Linked DNA regions of Capra hircus: region 1 is linked to region 2. The links are chromatin contacts, called in public Hi-C maps. All regions are on one chromosome and are shown on one strand. The core of a region is the stretch at or near the end of the contact, and the rest is flanking DNA. Distances in the headings are between cores, read along the strand shown.

Region 1 (3,266 bases), core at 134-2,633, 130 kb after region 2:
TGAAGCTGAAGCTCCAATACTTTGGCCACCTGATGCGAAGAACTCACTCATTTGAAAAGGCCCTGATGTTGGGAAAGATTGAAGGTGGGAGGAGAAGAGGATGACAGAGTATGAGATGGTTGGATGGCATCACCGACTCGATGGACATGAACTTGAGTAGGCTCTGGGAGTTGTTGATGGACAAGGAAGCCTAGCATGCTGCAGTCTATGGGGTCACAAAGAGTTGGACGTGACTGAGTGACTGAACTGAACTGAATCAGACCCCATCAGTGGGCCTTGGAGAAAGTCATACTGGTTGCAATTTTCCAAGCTGCTTGAAAAGTCCTCTTCCTTCTGGGTCAAGGAGCCATGCCCTAATCCTGGGGCTTCTTGTCAGCTGACATCTTGCGGGGGTTGGCCTGCTGTGTATGGCTGTCTTCATTCAAAAGCCAGCGTGGGAGTGTGGACTGTTGGTGGTTCACCTAAGGAAGACCTGGCCTCCAAGTATGGACACTGGCTGGGCTGCTTCCCTCTTAATAAAAAAGAAGGGTGGGGTGTTATATCTCCTGCACCAGTTTGAACCCACACTAGCCTGTATTAGAATCCTGGTTCTACTACTGAACTGGCAGTGTGACCCTAGACCTGTGACCCACCCTCTCTGAGCCACTCAGAGGATTATCTATTAGGCAGCATAACGACAAATAGTTGTGAGGACTGAACGAGGTCACGTTTAAGGCACCAAATACAGGGACCTCCCTGGTGGCTCAGACTGTAAGGCGTCCGTCTACAATGCGGGAGACCTGGGTTCGATCCCTGGGTTCGATCCCTGGGTCGGGAAGATCCCCTGGGGAAGGAAATGGCAATCCACTCCAGTACTACTGCCTGAAAAATCGCATGGACAGAGGATAGGCTACAGTCCATGGGGTCGCAAAGAGTCAGACACGACTGAACGACTTTCCTTCCTTCCTTCCTTTCCTGGTAGTGCAGTGGTTGAAACACTGAGCTTCTGCCAAAGCGGGCGTGGGTTCAGTTCCTGGTGGGGAAGTAAGATCCCAAATGCAGTGCGGGGCGGGGGGAGGAGGGGGTTGGGCGGTGTGTGTGGTGGAATAAATAAATAAAAGATTTTAAAGCACGGAGTACAAAGCAGGCACTAAAGGAGAAGTAGCTATTCCAGCTTAATCCAGCTCAAGGATCTAACAGTTGAATGGGATGTGAACACAGTCTTGCACTGACCAAGTTTACCACACAGTAATGTTAGTTTTTCCCTAATACCAGCCCAAATTCTCAGTCCCTCTCGGTGCCGAGCCTCCACCGGAGGGATGACTGCGAGGGGCTCGGCCCTCCCCTCTGACTCACTCGGGTAGGCGGGGATGCTTCCAGCCTTTCACGTCGGGGGCAGGGGCGGGGGTTGGGCTGGGGCCTGGGAGCAAAGGAGGGGAGGGCAGCAGTACCCGGAGCGAGCCAGCGAGGCGCAGACAGGCAAGTAGCGCTTGGGGTCTGACCAGCAGGCGCCTGAGTTCCCCCTGGAGGCTCCTGAGGGGCTCAGCTGGTCACGGGGCAGCCTGCTCCCCGCTCTTTTCTTAGGGGTGCACCCGCGTGTCTAATCACTTCTCCTCCTTTCCCCTAAGGAGGGGCGGGAGGGAGCAGGCGTGCTCAAGAAATGTTTATTTTACTCCATTTGGGACCAACTGAGCATCTCTCACTGGGAGACTGGAGAGGGAGGAGAAATATGAGTCTGTTAAAAAGAAGTTTTAGTGTTTGGTTACCAGATAATGTCAGTAATAGCAGTGTGTACTGTTAGACTTCCGAGGCTTGAGACTCCTAAATTCTCTTAAACGACCTGCTCTTTTGTTTCCTTGTTAGTTTGTTTCCTTGTTAGTTTGCAAACCCTCCTCCGCCCTCCTCCGTGATGGGGCCACCTTTTTTTCAGCCAGGTGAGGCTCCAGTGTAGAAAGAGAGCAGTGAGTTGGATTCATCCTTGTGCCCTTGGTCACTGAGGAGTCTAGAGCCCCAAAGCCACTCAGGTTCTGCCCTGGTGCACACCGGAGTGGACCAGCCTTGCTGGGGTGGGGTTCTAGAAGGGCGACAATGGAAAGTCAAACCCCAGGAGTGATCTGAGGTTTAACTTCCCATTCCTCTGCTAAATTGTGAACTGGGGGAGGAGGCAGGGGGATTGCTTCCAGAGATCCTGGGCGCATGAACTGAGGCCCCGGGATAAATTCTCTGTTGGCCAGAGAAAGCCATCTAGGTTTATTGAGCATCTATTATTTGTTTAGTTGTTGAATAGTCGATCGGTCATGTCTGAATCTTTTGCGAATCCATGGACTGCAGCCTGCCAGGCTTCTCTGTCCATGGGTTCTCCCAGGCAAGGATACTGGAGTGGTTGCCATTCCCCTTCTCCGAGGGATCTTCCCAACCCAGGGGTCCAACCTGCTTCTCCTGCAAGTCTCCTGCATTGCAGTCGGATTCTTTTACCACCGAGCCACCATCTATCATTTGCTTGTTAATTACACCATCTCATTTAATCTGCTTGTTTATCTTCATGCCCATTTTACAGATAGGGCACAGGGAGGCTACAGAAAGTTAAGTCACTTGCAAGAGGAAGCAGTTGTGGTTCAGTTGCTCAGTCATATCTGACTCTGCGATTCCATGGACTGCAGCCTGCCAGAAAGATGAAGCAGAATCAATAGTAATCAAACTGTTCAATCTTTCCATTACATCAGACCCTCTTTTTAAGGACCTGGAGACACTCAGGTACCAACCAGCTAGAGTTTGTGTTCTTTGAAGAGAACATTTAACTTCTCATCTTGTTCCAGTCCAGAAATTCTAACATGTGGATTGATTCTGTTCCACTGCCACTCCCTGGATGGGGCCCTGAAGGCTGAATCTTATCTCAAACAAGTCTGTTGATTAGCCCTGGGCCAAGCCTGGCCTATATCTTGGGGAGATGGGCCAGAGTCCTGGGCTGAAAGGCCCTTGACTTCCTTCTGGAGCGTGTACAGATTCTAGCTGCATCCTCCCATGCAGATTTAGGAGGGCATGGAAGCTTCTTCCCTTGCTCTACCTGCCTCCCGCTGTGTGATCGTGGGCCAGTCATTGTGCTCTCAGGGTCCCCCTAGCCTCCTCTGGAAAGCAAACAAGCTAGCTGGACAGACTAGCTCCAGGGCCTTATGATGTATTGAAGGCAAGAGGGCCTCTGGGTAGAGCCAGAACCATGATTCTTTTTATTGCTGTCCTTCAGAGCGCCTGAGGCTGAGAATGTGATAGTCAACCTCTGGGAATGAGAA
Region 2 (3,551 bases), core at 944-3,443:
GGCAGTAACATGCTGACATAGGCTGTTTCTTCTTTCTGGAAAACCGTTTGTTCTATCTGGGAACAGTGATGAACAAAACTGGAAATTTCGGTATGTAGGTGGCTATGGCCTTAGAACATGATTTCTTTCCCTAAGGATTTTTGACCCTCGTGTGGACATCGTGCAGGCTGCCTGGTCCCCCTTCCAGCGTACATCTTGGCTGCAGCCACTGCTGATGGACCTATCTCCCTGGAGAACTAAACTGCAGGAGATCAAGAGCAGCCTGGACAACCACACCGAAGTGGTCTTCATTGCAGATTTCCCTGGTATGAAAAAAAGTACAAAGGCTTTGCTGTCTCCCTCCTAGCCTCCTAGGCCAGAGACACAGTGTGTGATGGAGCCGGGAGGGTCTGCTCCTGGTGGGAGGCTGGTTTTTGAAACCCGAGGTGGAAGTGCTGGTGAAGGTGTGATTTCTCTGTTGTGACTGGGAGTGAGTTCACGCCACCTTGGGGTGGGATGGGAACTCTTGCCCCTGGCAGGGCTGCACCTGGAGAACTTCGTGAGCGAAGACCTGGGCAACACTAGCATCCAGCTGCTGCAGGGGGAGGTGACCGTGGAGCTGGTGGCAGAACAGAAGAACCAGACTCTTCAGGAGGGAGAAAAAATGCAGGTGTTTGGCTTGAATTAACAATGATAGAAAACTTTTGATGAGTGCAGTTGATTTAGTATAAATGCAAAATCCTTTAACGTAACAGTAATGCAGTGGGAGGCTTCCCTAGTGGCTCAATTGATAAAGAATCCACCTGCCAATTGCAGGAGATGCAGGTTCAATCCTTGGGTCAGGAGGATCCCTTGGAGAAGGAAGTGGCAACCTGCTCCAGCATTCTTGCCTGGAAAATCCCATGGACAGAGGAGCCTGGTGGGCTACAGTCCATGGGGTCACGAAAGAGTTGGACACGACTTAGCGACTAAATAACAACAATGCATTGGGGCTGAAAAAGCAAGGGCCCTTGGGGCTATAAATAGCCTCGCACAGGATTCTAGAGGTCAGTTCCTTTGGATTCCAAAATACAAGAAAAAAGATGGAGGTGGGGAAGTGGAGGGAGGCCACAGGCTGGCTAGGGAAAGGCTAGAGGGTGAGAGATCCATTACTTGCCCCCTTTCAGTTGCCTGCTGGTGAGTACCATAAGGTGTACACAGTGTCGTCCAGCCCTTCCTGCTACATGTACATCTACGTCAACACTACAGAGGTTGCACTAGAGCAAGACCTGGCGTATCTTCAAGAATTGAAGGAGAAGGTGGAGAATGGAAGTGGTGAGCATCTGAAGATTTGGGCTGAGAGAGCCCACTTTATAGGAAGTCGGGGTCATGATCGAGGATCTGCCCACTTAACAAATGAATTTGAAGCGTCTAGCTGGGGAAAGAGGAGTTCTAGAAGAGAGAATGCTCTCTTCTTAGTGATTCCTCTTTTTGCCCTCTTCCGGACAGAAACAGGGCCTCTGCCTCCAGAGCTGCAACCTCTGCTCGAAGGGGAAGTCAGAGGTGGCCCTGAGCCAACACCACTGGTCCAGACCTTCCTTAGACGCCAGCAAAGGCTCCAAGAGATTGAACGCCGGCGAAATGCCCCTTTCTATGAGCGATTTGTCCGCTTCTTGCTGCGAAAGCTCTTTATCTTTCGCCGCAGGTAAGCTTTACCCAATAGTACTTGTCTTTGTCATCAGATGTTTGCAGGCTGGGTCACTGTTCTCTGGTGAGAGTAACAGTAGGGACTTTCCCCGAAGAGGACAATCCAGTGCTAAACTTCTCCCTTTTTCCTCTCTCCTTGCTCCTCTCCCTGATTTATTGGGAGAGTAAATGGTATGTCTGATGGGCACTGTCTAGTTCTGACTCAGCTTATCTCCTGTGGGTTATTCCTACCCGACCCTGGAATCCTCAGACTGTGTGAAGAGTGGGGTGCCCTTCCAGCTGGGATGGGGGTGTCTGGGGGGAGATTCTTGTCTGTGGGTGAGAGGCCAGATGACCAGGTGTCCTCTGAGAGCTTTGGCAGGATTGCCTGTGTTGAAATAGGAGTTTGGACAGCTGGCTTTTTCCCATCTTTTTCAGCTTTCTCATGACTTGTATCTCACTTCGAAATCTGGCATTAGGCCGCCCTTCCCTGGAGCAGCTGGCCCAAGAAGTGACTTACGCCAACTTGCGACCCTTTGAGCCAGCGGGAGAGCCGAGTCCTGTAAACACAGATTCTTCAAATCCTAACCCTCCCGAGCCGGATTCTCACCCTGTCCACTCAGAGTTCTGAGGGAGGCCGGATGTGGAGTATAGATGTGGCAGCAGCCAGTCACAGGACCATTACAAAGGCAGTGGACATGTGAAAACACTACTTCAGATTTTTTGTTTTTCCTCCATATCCATGGCTATAATAAATTCAGAGAGGATAGATTAGAGGGACCAAGGAAATAAGGCAAGGATAAGATTTATCAATTCCAAGGTTGAGGGGCTTGGGCAGTGGGGTTAAAAAACAATGTGAAAATGTCTTTCAAGGGGTAAGAATTAGGTTTAAAGTGACTTGCTCCTTGCCAGAAGAGAGTTAATGGTCCATGAAAATAACAGCTGCTGTTCTTAATTAAGTGCTTGCCATATACAGGCACTGTGTGAAGCCCTGTCCTAGAATTATTACACTTATTCCTTAAGAGCCATAAGCCCTATTTTGTGGTTGGGGAAGCTGAGGCTGAGAGGTAGTATAATTCGCTCAAAGACATATACCTAATAAGGGATGGACTGACTGATGGTCTGAACTTCAAGTCTGTTTGGCATAAAGTCCTGCACCCTGCCTCTTAAAATTTTCAGAATCACTGACAGTAATTCTGAAATAACATAGCTTAAAACTTGTCTGATTATAAAGTGTGATTAGGATGGTGATCAGGTTTTAGATGCAGAGTAATTTTCTCTTCACTGCAATTTTGATTCTTTTTTTGTTCCTATTATTTATACAGCCAGTTTTTCACTAGGGGTTATGAGCATAGAATAGCAGAAAGTTAAACTGACAACAGAATTTAGATGATTAGTAGTGATATATATCTAAAAAATAAGCTTAGTATTTAGCATTATTCTAGTTTTCAATGAGCAGGAGGTGATATAAAGTGAGATTTAACCAAATGTAATGAAATCAGGAGATGTTTACAGTCATGATGTGTAAGATTTGGATGTGATTCTGGAAGATCCTCAATTCTGTGAAAATTCAAAGGCCTGGCACTGGGCTAGGAAGTGAGAATGCATAATTAACAGAAACAAACGAAAAACAGGCCCTGCTTGGGAACCCTGTGTGGAGGCAGAGGCCGGCGGCAGCAGGCTGGCAGTCCCAGTTACTTTGATAAAGGATTACATTTGTTTTCCGTCTTCTTTTCCCATGCTCCACTCCATCCAATCTCAGGGTTCTTTCCTAGGTGGCTGCTTTTCACCATATACACTTGGGTTGACTATGTCCACTCCATGGTTTCCAAGGATGCCGCTGCTTAGATTTCTTTCCTGTGCTCTAGAACTGTTTATCTAGCTCCACCTGGCTATCCCAGAGTTCT

Evidence for each region. A called contact is a pair of places that touch in the nucleus more often than the background predicts.
Region 1: a Hi-C map of blood shows a contact between it and region 2, with 2.2 times the contacts expected there. The contact joins the promoter of CAPG here to the enhancer-like site in region 2. A contact is called at or near these places in 4 of 5 Hi-C or Micro-C datasets (blood and liver).

Annotation. Positions count from the first base shown.
Region 1 is chr11:49,107,166-49,110,431 of ARS1.2, forward strand. CAPG (macrophage-capping protein) reads left to right here and starts at 1,384. Exons shown (of 10, transcript XM_018055383.1): 1 at 1,384-1,458.
Region 2 is chr11:48,979,563-48,983,113 of ARS1.2, forward strand. GGCX (vitamin K-dependent gamma-carboxylase) reads left to right here. Exons shown (of 15, transcript XM_005686722.3): 11 at 136-305; 12 at 519-649; 13 at 1,146-1,293; 14 at 1,468-1,663; 15 at 2,083-3,551. The coding sequence ends at 2,275. Among named protein-coding and RNA genes, the nearest start is that of GGCX, 11 kb to the left of the region's middle. Within about 2 kb of position 2,194, at least 2 of the 5 cell types and tissues checked have an H3K27ac peak or open chromatin away from gene starts, as enhancers often do.